Linked DNA regions of Sus scrofa: regions 2 and 3 are each linked to region 1. The links are chromatin contacts, called in public Hi-C and HiChIP or PLAC-seq maps. All regions are on one chromosome and are shown on one strand. The core of a region is the stretch at or near the end of the contact, and the rest is flanking DNA. Distances in the headings are between cores, read along the strand shown. Region 1 holds the start of DYRK1A (dual specificity tyrosine-phosphorylation-regulated kinase 1A). Region 2 has its middle 190 kb from the start of DYRK1A. Region 3 has its middle 94 kb from the start of DSCR3.

What was found. Hi-C and Micro-C count contacts between places; a contact is called where the count stands out from the background. HiChIP or PLAC-seq counts read pairs in DNA pulled down with a chosen protein or histone mark.
Region 2: a contact with region 1 is called in a Hi-C map of liver, with 5 times the contacts expected there. The contact joins the enhancer-like site here to the promoter of DYRK1A in region 1. A contact is called at or near these places in 2 of 5 promoter capture datasets (fetal liver and liver), 11 of 47 Hi-C or Micro-C datasets (alveolar macrophages, brain, embryonic fibroblasts and 7 more) and 1 of 2 datasets of contacts at active chromatin or transcription factors (skeletal muscle).
Region 3: an H3K27ac HiChIP or PLAC-seq map of skeletal muscle shows a contact between it and region 1, with 3 times the contacts expected there. The contact joins the enhancer-like site here to the promoter of DYRK1A in region 1. A contact is called at or near these places in 2 of 5 promoter capture datasets (fetal liver and liver), 5 of 47 Hi-C or Micro-C datasets (embryonic fibroblasts, epiblast stem cells, fetal heart ventricle and 1 more) and 2 of 2 datasets of contacts at active chromatin or transcription factors (alveolar macrophages and skeletal muscle).

What each region holds. Positions count from the first base shown.
Region 1 is chr13:201,006,264-201,010,697 of Sscrofa11.1, forward strand. It overlaps DYRK1A (dual specificity tyrosine-phosphorylation-regulated kinase 1A), which reads left to right and starts at 2,243. Exons shown (of 12, transcript XM_005670334.3): 1 at 2,243-2,654.
Region 2 is chr13:201,197,320-201,201,753 of Sscrofa11.1, forward strand. No RefSeq gene overlaps it. Among named protein-coding and RNA genes, the nearest start is that of DYRK1A, 190 kb to the left of the region's middle. Within about 2 kb of position 1,757, at least 61 of the 83 cell types and tissues checked have an H3K27ac peak or open chromatin away from gene starts, as enhancers often do. A contact at or near this core is called in alveolar macrophages, brain, embryonic fibroblasts and 4 more, where this site is marked.
Region 3 is chr13:200,831,089-200,835,522 of Sscrofa11.1, forward strand. No RefSeq gene overlaps it. Among named protein-coding and RNA genes, the nearest start is that of DSCR3, 94 kb to the right of the region's middle. Within about 2 kb of position 2,178, at least 16 of the 83 cell types and tissues checked have an H3K27ac peak or open chromatin away from gene starts, as enhancers often do. A contact at or near this core is called in skeletal muscle, where this site is marked.

The DNA.
Region 1 (4,434 bases), core at 993-3,492:
TCCCTAACCCACTGAGCAAGGCCAGGGATCAAACCTGCAACCTCATGGTTCCTAGTTGGATTCGTTAACTACTGCGCCATGACGGGAACTCCCCTATGGATGAGTTGAAATCTTGGCTTTGCCACTTACTGGCGGTGTGATCTTAGGAAAGTTATTGAATCATTTAGGACTTGTTTTCACACTGGGATAATGGGGAATGTGATGTTGCCGAGCTGGAGAGATACTCTCTCCAGAATGTGCTGGATGTATGAAGGCTGTCACCATCTGTGATTTGGGGGTATTTGCTTTCGGAGGTTAATTTCTCTTTCTTTTTGTTTTACTCTTTTTTTTTTTTTTGCCCCACAGCATTCGGAAATTCATGGGCCAGGGGTAGACCTCTTGCTCCAGCCGTAACCAGAGCCACAGCAGTGACAGGCCTGATCCTTAATCTGCTGAGCCATGAGGGAACTCCTAGAGGTTATATTTCTATTAATGGATAGATACCTTTGTTATATTATACATCTGTCAGTAGATCTGACAGAGAGATACTCAGGAGAGAACAAGGGTTTAATCACTGAACCTGGTCAAAGCTAAACTGGCATCTGTATCAGAGTCCTTCCTGCCTACATGTGTTCACCTGTTTTGGGCAAGCATAATTTACAGGTGACTTTTTCGGGGAAGCCAATATAAAACCATTTTACAGCATTTTAAGCTGGACACGAAAGTTTATTGGTCAATGGTGTGTAAGGCCGTCACTCCGGGAAGGGTTGTGGTGGTGGTGGTAGTGGCAGAAAGAGTGAAGCCTTCTAGATACGAAGACCAGCAATGCTTTCTATTACTGCTTGGCTCAAGAATCTGCTTTGCCCTCCACTAGAATCTTCTAGATTGACTTGACAAGGGCATATTTCTTGAAACATTATCATGTTCTTTTTAGGTTATCTAGAAGATTAATTACGCAAGTTCCCTTCATGACCAGCAATAAAAAAAATGGACTGGGGGAGAGGGAGGGAGTGGGGTGGGTTGGGGAGCTTGGGGTTAATAGATACAAACTATTGCCTTTGGAATGGATTAGCAATGAGATCCTGCAGTGTAGCACTGGGAACTATGTCCAGTCACTTATGATGGAGCATGATAATGTGAGAAAATAGAATGTGTACATGTATGTGTAACTGGGTCACCATGCTGTACAGTAGAAAAAAATTATATTGGGGGAAATAATTCTTAAAAATAATAAAAATATATATTAAAAAAAACGGACTCAAATTTAACTTGGTGTTAAAGGTTGCAAATGCTTAAGGGTCCTGAGAGAAGTGAAACTGCCTGAACAGGATGGGGGTGGGGAGCAGGGAGAAGAGAAAGAAGCAGGAGGGAGGAGGTGGCAGTGTAAGCTGGGGAGCCGTCAAGATATCAGCCTCTTACCCCAGCAGGGACGCTTTTGGCCACTTCCTCCTGTTTAAGATGATGCAATGTAAATCCAGGTTGTAGTTAATTTAACAGAAAATAAACTGGAAATTAAACCACCACCCTAACTCCCCCCCACCAGAAAACAATCAAGTTGAATGTGGACTTTAATTACATTAGCAGGGCAATTTTGAAAGTCCAAAAAAACTCTTGATAGTCATGGCAGTTTGTGATACCATGAGAATCGGTCTAAGCTATTGGCCTACTTTTTGCCTAATTTATCTAAAGTTTAGTCTGTTTTCTTTCACGGTCTGTGCTAATTTCAATGGATGCCTTAGTAAATCAAGGTTCCAGTAGCCAGAGAAGAGAAACATTTATTGGAAACACTCGTGTCTTTCCTTGAGTCATAGAGGATTGAGCTCAGTATTTACTGTGGGGTTGTTTTTCTTTACTGGTATCTGCTGCTGCTTTACTTGTGAACAGTCCAAGCTTAAGACAAAATTGATACGAACACTATCATAAGATGGCAAAATCAAGCTTAGAAATCAATCAATAAATTAGGGACTTGGTGTAAAATAATATCCATAGTATCCTTTTTGGCAAAGATTAAATGCCATTTTACTAGGAATGGTACAAAATACAATTTTTAGCCAGTGGCTGTCTACTGATTACAAAGTAGCCAGTACAGCATGGCTACTTCCATACCTAGGTTTCAATGCCGAGAGAGAACACCTAGTAATATTCAGCCAGCCAGAGGGGTAGACAGAATAAAGATAAACGAAAGCGAGACTATTAATCAAGAATTGTGGGCGAATTAAAAATCTGGAAACTGAAATGGTGCATGAGAAAGAAAATCAGGGAGTTGGACAACGATACGGTATAGCCTAAGACGATTAATTTTAGGGGCATTCCGATGGAGAAGGAAGACTGCCTGAAAGGTGGGGAGGGGTTTGAAATCGGTGGGAAAGCCCGGCTGAGCATGCACAGCCTAAAAAAGTTTGTATGATGGCTCCGTCCATGATTTCTGAACGCTGGCACTGGCCGCAGCAAAAAGCCGAGTGACATGATTTAATCAAGGTGTCAGCCGCAGGGGCATCCCGGATTCGGGCGAAGCGTCCGGAATTCCTGAGATGTCTGAAACGCGGAGGCGGCCTCTTCCCCACCCCCCACCGCGGCCTCCGTGGGCATTTTCCGGCGAGGGGGGCACGCGGGGCCTTCCAAGAACAGTTTAAACGCGCGGACGTGCGCTGCCGGCGCGGTCCCCGGGGATGCAGGTGAGAGTCCCCAGCGCGGGCGCACCGGAGTGGGCTTCCTGGGTCCCCGCGCGGCCGCAGAGCCCGGCCCCCTCCCCCCGGCGCGGGCGGGGCTGCGGGCGCACGACGCGGAAGCGCGGGGCTCCGGGGGCGGCGGCGCGGAGGCCGCGCGCGCTCTCCGGGCCGCAGTCGGCGCGGGCGGCGCGGGCGCGGCGGGCGCGGGGCGGGGCGCGGCCGGGAGGCCCTGGGCGCTGGAGCACAGGCCGGCCGCCGCCTCGCCCCCCTTCCTCCGCCCTCTCCCTCCCTCGGCCCGGCCGTCCCCCTCCTCTCCCCTCCCCCGAGCGAATCACGCGCCCTCCTCTGACACTCGTAGCGGGCCTGAGCTCCGAATTTATCCTTCACGTGACCTGAGGGGGTTGGGTGGTTGGTTGGGGACGGAGGGGGAGAGGGAAAGGAGGGAACGGAATCTGCCGTTGCCCGAGCAACAGGCCCCGCCCGCCGGCTTGGGGCCGGGGGGCGGGAGGAGGACGTCAGCACGTCAGCCGGGGTTTTGCGTTTTGATTGACAGTTGCTATAGCGACCGGGTCGGTCCGTCGCCATTTTGTTGGTTGGTTTTTTTTTAAACCCTTTCGCTTCCCGCCCGAATAATAATAAAAAGCCCCATTGGAGTGAGGCGGGGGTGGCGGCGGCAAGAGCGGCGGGGGGATCCGGGGAGACTGCTGCCGTCGCTGCTGCTGATCGCGGCCCAGGTCGGGCTCAGGGAGCGGACACCCCGAGCGGGGGGTGCGGGCGCCGCCGCCGCCGCCGCTTCTGCTGCTGCTGTTCCTGCTGCTGCTGTTGGTGCCGCTGCCGCCGCCGGCGAGCGGGCGGGACCGGTGTGAGTGTGAGAGTGTGTGTGTGAGTGAGCGTGTGCGAGTGTGCGTGCGTGTGTGTGTGTGTGAGTGTGTGTGAGTGTCTGTCTGTCTGTGCGGGCGGTTCTGGCTCTCCTGGCGGAGGAGCCGCCGCCGCCGCCGCCGCCGCCGCTCGGGCCCCGGCGCTTCTCGCTGCGCAGGTTTGGAGCGCGCGCCATTTTGTGAGATTTACAAAATCCTCCTCGGGAAGAAGCCGCCGGGAGCAGCCGCGACTCGGCGCCCGGCCTCGCCGCCGCCGCCCTCCGCGCCGGGCCGGGCCGCGCGGCCCCGCCGCCGGGAGTCGGGGTCCGGGGACTGCGGTATTTGCCGGGGAGGGGGCTGTCGCCTCCCCGGCCCCGGGCGCCGCTGGAACCGCGAGCCGGAGAGAGACTGAGAAGGCTGCGGCTCGGCCGCGGAGCCGGGAGCGCCGGGGGCGGAGAGAGGCGGCCGGGGCGGCGCTGGCTGCGGAGGCCCCGGCGGGAGCGCAGCGGCGGGAGCCCAAGGCTGAGACTCACCGGAGGAAGCGGCGCGAGCGCCCCGCCATCGTCCCGGTGAGTGTCCGGCCTGGCCGCGGCCCCGCCCGGCCCTGCCCGGCGCCCGGCTCCCCCCGCGGCCTGCAGCCGGGCCCGCGCCGAGGCCGGCCGGGCGGAGGGAGGGACCTGCCATTTTAGGAGGAGGCGCCGCGGCCCGGGGCTGGCCGCCGGGGGAGGGAGCCCGACGGGCCCGGTCCCGGAGGAGAGGCGGGTGCGAGCGGAGGGAAAGTTGCCGAGGGTGGGAGCCGAGGCCGCGGCCTCCCGGGAGCCGGGGCCTGGGGGCCGGAGAAAGCGCCAGACCTTCACTGGTCGCCCGAGCGAAGGGGAGGAGGTTGTCTTCCTCCTCCTCCTCCTCTTCCTCCTCATCCTCTTCCCCCA
Region 2 (4,434 bases), core at 507-3,006, 190 kb after region 1:
TCTCATTATTTCTAATTATGGGTTGGGAAGGAGAAATGGTTTGCTTTCTGGAATGGGAAACAGAAGTGGTTCTGCTGAATCCTGGGAGAGGTCAGATCTTACTCTCCGAGGACATGGCTGCTCAGAGGGAGGTTTGGCCAGTAGAAGGCCTTGGGATTTCTGTTCCTATCCTTGGAATGTGGCTGTGAGCATTCAGTAGGTTTATGTGGTCTCAGAACCCCACAAAAGGCAGAAAAGCACCCCACAAAAGGCATAAAAGCACCCTTTGAGACATATTAGGTGAGTTGGAGAAACCAGGTCATATAACTTCCTGAGTGATTTGTGCCAAGTGGGAAGACCCCGCTTAGACTCTTCCAAGTCCCTGGAAGTGGGGTGCAGGGTAGGCTTCCCCCTTGCTCGTGTCCTCTCTTCCTGCTCCCTAGGGACCCAGCACTTTAATTTGTCCCCTCTTCTATGAGAAAATTAGGGATTTAGGGCATTTCATCTACTAAGGAATCTAAAAAGGATGGGTCTTAGTCCTAGAGAATTGCTCATGGTGGAATTTCAGGAATTTCCAAGGAGAGTGTGTTTTAACCACAGTGGCCTCTGACTGACCAGGAGGTTGCTGAAGTAGACTGGTTTGGCCCTGTCAAGATATCATGTTGCACAGGAGACAAACCTTCACTTGACACGAATGAACTTAAGTTTTAATATCCTCTTAGGCGCCCTCAGAGAAGTGTATCTGAGGGAGGCCATTTTCCACTCCTGCCCAGCCCTATGGTTAAGAAGTAGCCCTTCGTGGCTAGAACATTCTCATTACAGCTGAAATCCATGGTCCTACACCTCCTTCCTCCAGGCCCGTGTGAGCAAGGCCCGGGGCTGGAAGGCTGGGTTCAGGCGCAGCACCAAGGCTGGAGGCATGCGAGGGGCTCTGATGGGGACTGGCTGACAGGCTGTCCTCTCCTGGGGATCCGAGGTTGGATTTGGCAGGTGGCACATCTGGAACAGGGAACCAGGTGCATAGCGCCACTGGGCCGAGCCTTTTCCCTCTGACCTCAGGGTCCAAGTCAGGCCTGCAGCTGGTCACGCACAAGCATCCGTGCTCTGATGGGAGATGGCACGTGGCTGAGATGCAGAGCCGGGCTTCGTGCACCCTTGAGCAAGTTCCTCGAACCCGTCTGATCCTGTTTCCTCATCTCGAAAATAGAGACGACGAAGCCCGCACTGCAGCGTAGTTACAGGACAGGGCTGGGGGGGATGCTGGCGCCTCTGTGGGATGCGCAGGCGCGAGGTGCTCTCACCACATCTTCTCAGAGGAGGTCAACCTCGCATTTCCTCCTGGAACACCCTCCCATGCCTCCAGTTTCTCAGTGGACAGAATGCAGAGCGGTGACAAAGATGTTTTAAAGCCGGAAAATCACGGAAGCCGAGGCTCCCACCGATGCCTGTTAACCCAGTCGCCTCTTCGATCCCTGGAAGTGCCGGTCGAGGGTCCGAGGGCCCCGGGGTCGGATGGAGGCGACAAGATGACACCTGGGAGACGTGCAGCCGTCCCCGACCCTCTCGCCCTCGCCCTCGCCCTGGCCAGACCTCCTGCACTGGGTGGCAGAGCCACGGCAAAACCCAGCCGCAAGCGGCGTCTGGCGGAGGAAACGGCCGGCTGTGTGGGCTGCTCTCGCGAGAGGATCCTCGGGAGGGGGTGCCAGCGGCCTTTCGCCACGTTGGGCGGAACTGCCAGGCGGAATGCGGAAGTGCCGGGCTCGCCGGCGATCACGTGACCGTGAGCCCGCGGCGCCCATTGACCCGACGCCCCGGGCCACGCCCGGAGGGCCGGGTCCTTCGCTCCCGGAGGCGGTGCTGCCGCTGGCTGAGTGGCGTCCTCAGGCGCCCTCGGGTGGGGCGGTCTTGGCGTCGTGAGGTCGGGGTCAATTCGGGATCTGTGTTGCTGCATCTCGGTTGGCCGCGTACCTGAGCTGCGGTGAACTTGGCGTCCTGCGGGGCAGCTCTCCGACACAGGGCTTTCTAGAGCGTGCCCCGGGGCTCCAGGGTTGGGCTAGGAAAGAGCCCCTGCACGCGGGGCTCTCACCGTCCTGAAGGCTCCCTCCCAGGAAAATTCTTGCAGAGGCCATCTTCCCTCCCTGCACTATCCGAGCCCGGTCCCAACTTACTTTTTTCATCGTGCTTCCCTCAGGACACCCACCTCCTCTCCTGCCGGCCGCCAGGTTCCCCAAGGTGGATCTGCAGTGAGACCTCTACCGTGACTCGCGGTTGCAGGCGTTATTTCTCTCCTTCCTGACAGAAGGTGGCAGGCTGCTGCTGGCCCTCATTCAGGTGTCTGGAGAGTCACAGATGTGACTTCTGAGTGAATTTACTGCAGAGCGAGCTGAGGATTCCCACGAACTCTGCGTGAATGACCAGCGAGTCCACCTCTTCCACCTCCTCTACCGGCTTGGCAGCGCCAAGTACAGTGTGAGCACCGACTCAGCAGACCTGTGGAAAATAGAGAACTCTGCCCAGTGGAACTCACTCTGGAAGGGGAGAGAGAACTGGCCCTTGGACAATTCCAGTGCAATATGCCACAGCTTCCACTGTCAAGTGGCCCCGGTTAAGCATTTGTTTGTCAAATGCAATGACCCTGTGAGTTAGATATCACCTTCATTTCAGCCAGGAGGACTCTGAGGCTCAAGAGGTGGGACTTAGGAGGTTGTGTATGCATTTTTGTGTGCATTTTTGTGTTCTCCACGTGCCCGGCACACTGCCCACTGCACAGCTGCTGATCATTTAGGCAGTGATGATTACCAGTTCATGAACCAGGCTGTGAGAATCAGTCTCCCGGCCAAGGCCACCAGCCACTGGGTATTGTCCCCACCGGAAAAGTGTCTTGGCTCTGCTCTGGTCTCTACTTGTTTACAAGGAGTAGAATTGGGTTAGACCTTGTGAAACCCATGCATCAACTTCTCAGTCATCACCTGTTTTCATTTTAAATGACTGAAGTCCTTTGCCATTCCCTTCACTTTCTAATCAACCCTAGTGTTTCCTCAAAACCAATTGGGGTTCTCAAGCCCTCTGGGACCTCTGTTTTCACTGGCTTTTTTTTATGAAGCAATAGAAATTTAACTTCAGAACTTCTGGTTGAAATCTAAGGATAACACCGTGGATATTTTATTCTATAGATCGCCAGGTCCTCAACGTTGACAGAAAAGCAAAGAGGAACAGGAGGGCAGACTGTGTTTCCCAGTGGACTGTGGGAGGGCCCCTGACCCAGAAGACAAGGTCCAGGTGGCTTCCTCGGTGTCAGGTGGAAAAGGTGAGAGCTTCAGGGTCAGAAGGGAGCTCCATGGAGGAGGAGGTGTGGGAGAGAGAGAGATTTTACAGCCTTTGCAGTGCAAAGCACTGTGTTGCATCTTCTTACACAAGAGCCTGAATTCTTCTTCAAGACCTCTGGGGCTGATTTATTTTATATTTTGTTATTTATTCTATTTTTGCTTCAACCCTCAAAATTAGACTTCAAGGCACTGCAGTTATAGTCTGGCTACCTAAATTGATCTGAATACCAAAACACATTTCAGTTGATCTCAGGGCATTGGAGCAGTTGATTTTCTTCCCAAAGTGAAGTACCATGGAGTAGCCCAGGAAAGAAACTGAGCAATGATTCCGTCCTTCTGTCGAGGTGGTCCAGGCCGCACCTGCATCAGAAGATCAGTCCCTGGGCCACAGTAGGACGTGCTGAATCAGACTGTCTGAGGACAGAGTTTGAGAATTTGCCGTTTTAATGAGCTCTCAACAGCTACATAAGCACTAAAATTAGACAACACCTTCTCTAGGCCACCATTTTTATCACGTGGTTTAGGACATGGAAGGCGGAAGGAAGGCTGAGACCACTAGAGGGCAGGAGCTTCAGGCTGACTCTGCTGCTCCCCAGGCTGAAGGGCCCTCCGGCCTTGCTCAGATGGCCTCACGTTTCCGTGGTTGTTTCTTCATAGCACACAAAAAGCAGAGTCTTCTCCTGAAAGGAGGAAAAGATGAACTGATGACCGCGTTCAAAAACCTACGTCCAGGAATTTCCCATCGTGGCTCAGGGGTAATGAGCCTGACTAGCATCCATGAGGATGCAGGCTTCCTTTGCATAATCCTCTGTAAACTCTTTTAGATATCCTTCTGTTGGAAAGCAAGACCACAGCTTCCTGTTCCTACAAAGCATTCCTGCAGGAAAGGGTTCCTGTTACAGGGGGTCCCGCTGAGCTGTCAGTTGTGGTTAGCGACCTGGGATGCAGGAGGTGGGCAGTGTTTCCTGGAGGGATGACTCTGTTCTTGGCCCCCCCTCTCCATGAAGTGGATCTCAGCAGTTCAGTGTGTCACGGGGTTAAATCCAATCTGCCACCCACGCCTGGAGAGTTTGATGATGGTTTTGTGGGGAGACAAGTAAGGCTTGAAATGACACATTCTAAAGCAAAG
Region 3 (4,434 bases), core at 928-3,427, 180 kb before region 1:
GGTCATGTGGTAACTCTGTAATTAACTTTTTGAGAAGCTGCCAGACTGTTTTCCAAAGTGGTTGGCTGTACCATTTTTACATCCCCACCAGCAAATATGAGTGGTCCAGCTGCACAGTCTCACTGGCACTTGCTGTTGCCTGTCTTTTTCACATAGCCTCCTAGTGGGTGTGAAGTGCTAACTCATGTGGTTTTATTTATTTTTATTTTTATTTATTTTTTTGGCCACCCTTGTGGCAAATGGAGGTTCCCAGGCCAGGAACTGAAGCCACACCATAGCAGTGACCCTGGCTGCTGCAGTGACAGTGCAGGGTCCTTAACCCACTATGCCACAGGGAACTCTGATTTGTATTTTTTTTAATGGCTAAGGATGTGCATCTGTACCACCAACCTGGCTTTTTGTTGCAGAGTGATTATCATAATAATGTTAGTTAACATATCCATCACCATGACAGCACACATGAGTTTGCATGTGTGTGTGTGTGTGTGTGTGTGTGTGTGTGTGTGTGTGTGTGTGTTGGGAACTTTAAATATCTAGCAGTGATCTCTTAAGGGGTCTTTTTAAATAGGTGAAATAGTCTTTTATTTCCACGTGTGTAGATTTCAAGTACTGTCTTATATGTAGGTACAGATTGCGTTCTGGAATTACTTTTCTTCTGCTTGGAGGATTTCCTTTAGCGTTTTTTGCAAATCAAGTCCCCTAGTGATGAAATCATTCAGCTTTCGAATGTCTGAAAAACGCTTCTTTATTTTACCTTTTTGTGAAATATGTTTTAATACATATAGAAGTCCGAGTTTATAACTTTTTATTTTCAGTGCTCTGAGTATATTTACTTCATTGTCTCACTCTGGTCCCAGTATGAAGTCTGATGTCATTCTTATCTTGGTTTCTCTGCATGTAATGTGCTTTTTTTTTTTCCTCTGGCTGCTTTTTAAGATGTTCTCTTTATCTCTGTTGCGATGCAATGGGTTAAAGATCTGGTGTTGTCCCTGCAGTGGCTTGGGTCGCTACTGTGGCACAGTTTGATTCCCTGGCCCAGGAACTTCCCTATGTCTTGGGTGTGACCCTGGCATTAGGCTCCTTGAAGTTGTCTTACAGCTCAATGATAGGATGTTCCCCCTTTTTTTTTTCAGTCTTTTTTTTTCCCCTCTGTGTTTTATTGTGGGTAGTAGCGGTATATCTTTAAGTTTCTTTTTTCTTTTTTTTTTTTTTTTTTGCTACAGAGTTTGATCTGTTCTTAATCCCACCAAAAGTATTTTTCATCTCAGACATAATTTTCAAGTCTAGAAGTTCCTTCTAGGTCTTGTTAGTAGTTCTGGGTCTCTACTTAATGTGTTTAACATTTGCTCTGCCTTCCTGAACATAGAAAATATGGTTATAGTAACTGTCTTAATGTTAATATGTAATGTCCTTGTCTGATTCTATCATCTATGCCCTTTTTTGGTCTGTTTCTCTTGATTGATTTTTCTCATCATTACGGATCATATTTCCCTGCTTCTTTGTGTGCCTGGTAATTTTTTATTAAATACTAGACAATACAACTTTTATCTTATTGTATGGCAGATATTTTTCTGTACCTATAAATATTTTAGAGCTTTGTTCTGCAATGTAGTTAAGTTACTTGGAAATAGTTTGATACTTTTTTTCTTTTCCTTTTTTTTTTTTTTTTTTTTTTTTGGCTTTTTAGGGCCACACCCACAACATATGGAGGTTCCCAGGCTAGGGGTCGAATCCGAGCTGTAGCTGCCGGCCTACACCACAGCCACAACAATGCCAGATTGGAGCCGTGTCTGCGACCTACACCACAGCTCATGACAATGCCGGATCCCTCACCCACTGGGCAAGGCCAGGGATCAAACCTGTGTCCTCATGGATGCTAGTCAGACTCGCTTCCTCTGAGCCATGACGGGAACTCTAGTTTGATACTTTTATTGTTAGTTTTAAACATAGTTGAGACTAGAGTAGATTTTAATCTGGGGCTAATTTTTTCTTCACGTCTGTAGCAGTACCGTCGGAGTCTTCTGTCTGATGCCTTGTAAATTACTGGAATTCGCTGGAACCATTCCTGGTTCTAAGTGAAGCACAGAGATTACCCCGTCATTCCCCGGGGGATTCTTTGCCCAGTCTGTTAGCGTCTTATTCGCGTGTGCTGAGCAGTACTCAGCTCAAGACGCAAGGGGGCGCGCCTGCGCATCCCCAGGCCGCTCTGTCTGACACCTTCCCTCTGGGTACTCTGTCTCCCCCTCTGGCTGCCTTGGCCCTTCTCACTCGCAGCTCCATTCAGGGAGACCACTGTCTCCACTGGGGTCTCCCCTGCTTGCGCGGTGGTCTGGGAACTCGGTCCCTGCAGTACGTTGGGACATTATTGTCTCGTCTCATTTTTCCCCTTTCTGAACGATTAGTCTGTGCTGCCTGATGCCAGTGTCTGCGTATCATTGTTTCGTCTATTTTTTCTGGTGTTTTAGTGTTTGAAGCAGGAGCTACCTCTCGTCCTTGTTGTTCCTGGAAGCAGTTGTCTTAGAAAGTGTTTCTTAAAACTTGGGGTAAAACATACATAACATAAAATTTACCATTTTAGGGAGTTCCCATTGTGGCTCAGTGGTTAACGAACCCAACTAGTATCCATGAGGATGTGGGTTTGATCCTTGTCCTCCCTCAGTGTTGCCATGAGCTGTGGTGTAGGGTCTGGTCAAGGATCTGGTGTTGCCATGAGCTGTGGTGTAGGTTGCAGATGTGGCTTGGATCCCTCTTCCTGTGGCTGTGGTGTAGGCTGGCAGCTACAGCTCCCATTTGAGCCCTAGCCTGGGAACCTCCATGTGTCATGGGTGCGGCCCTAAAAAGACCAAAAAACAAAAACAAAAAACAAAAAACTTTACCATTTTAACTAAGTGTACGGTTCAGCGACATTAAGTATGGCTGACCCTTGAACAACGGACACCACCCCCCTCCCCTCAGTGGAAAATCCACGTATAGCTTTACAGCTGGCCCTCCGTGTCTGGGGTTCCTACCCACTGTGGATCATGCAGTGCTGTAGTATTTATGGAAAAAGTCCACGTGGACCCCTGCAGTTCAAACCCACGTTGTTCAAGGGTCACCTGTACATTCTCCTTGTACCATCATCACCACCATCCACCTGCACAGCCTTTTCATCTTCTCAAACTGAAACTCTGTACCCGTTAAACACTAACTCCCTTGGATTACATACTGGATATCTTGGATACTCCACTGTTGAGAGGCTGTGTTTGGTCGTCATCCTTTAAATAATGTGTAGATAATGTGTAGCTTTATTCTGAAAGGCACTTAATTTGCTGAGCACTCTTACTCCTCCCAGGCTTGTTAATAGGCTTTGTGCATGTAGGGTTTTTTGTTTGATTTGTTGTTTTTGCATTTTAGGGCCACTTCTGTGGCATATGGAAGTTCCCAGGCTAGGGGTCTAATTAGAACTGCAGCCACTGGCCTACGCCACAGCCATAGCAACGCCAGATCCGAGCCACATCTGTGACCTACACCACAGCTCACAGCAACGCCAGATCCTTAACCCGCTGAGCAAGGCTAGGGATCGAACCCATGTCCTCATGGAAACTAGTCAGGTTCATTACCACTGAGTCACGACAGGAACTCCATGTGTAGGTTTCGATGGCCTTTGCCCTGAGGCTGGCAGAGTCCTACTAACAAGCACTACCTTTTTCGCAATTAAATGACCAGGATGTTAAGGTCTCTCTGGTCTGGCTGGTCAGAACCTCAGGTGCTTCCAGCATTTTGAGATGTCCAAACTCTTCACTCATCTCACAGCCCCTCGGGAGCAGGTCTCTGCCAGGTCCAGTCCTGCTCACCCACAGCGGAGTACTGGGCTGAGCTGGGGGGAGCTTCTCTGCCCATTTCTGGAGCCCCTTCTCATGGGGGAGTCCTCCTCTCTTTACCCTGCCCCATGGGTGCCAGCCACCTCAGCATGCCAGTCAGTCTCTCTTATTTGTCCCCATTGAGAACCTCCCTGCTTGTGGGACCACTCCCCTAAGCCCCAGGAGGGAAAGTGTCCCCAGGCAGAAAGCTATGGCGAGTCTGCACTCACCTCACGTCTCACTTTCCTTGAGGACTGTAGTCCTGTGATGGTTCTTATCCAAGGTCTGGAAGCAGTTGCTTCATATTTGTCCAGTTTTATATTATTTCATTGTGAAGGAAGAAGTCCCATATCTGTTCTTCCATTCTGACCAGACCTGAAAGTCCTGGGGGGCATTTCAAAAGCAGGATGTCTAGGAGTTCCCGTCGTGGCTCAGTGGTTAACGAATCTGACTAGGAACCATGAGGTTGCGGGTTCGATCCCTGGCCTCGCTCAGTGGGTTAAGGATCTGGCCTTGCCGTGAGCTGTGGTGTAGGTTGCAGACGCGGCTCGGATCCTACATTGCTGTGGCTGTGGCTGTGGCTGGCACCTCCAGC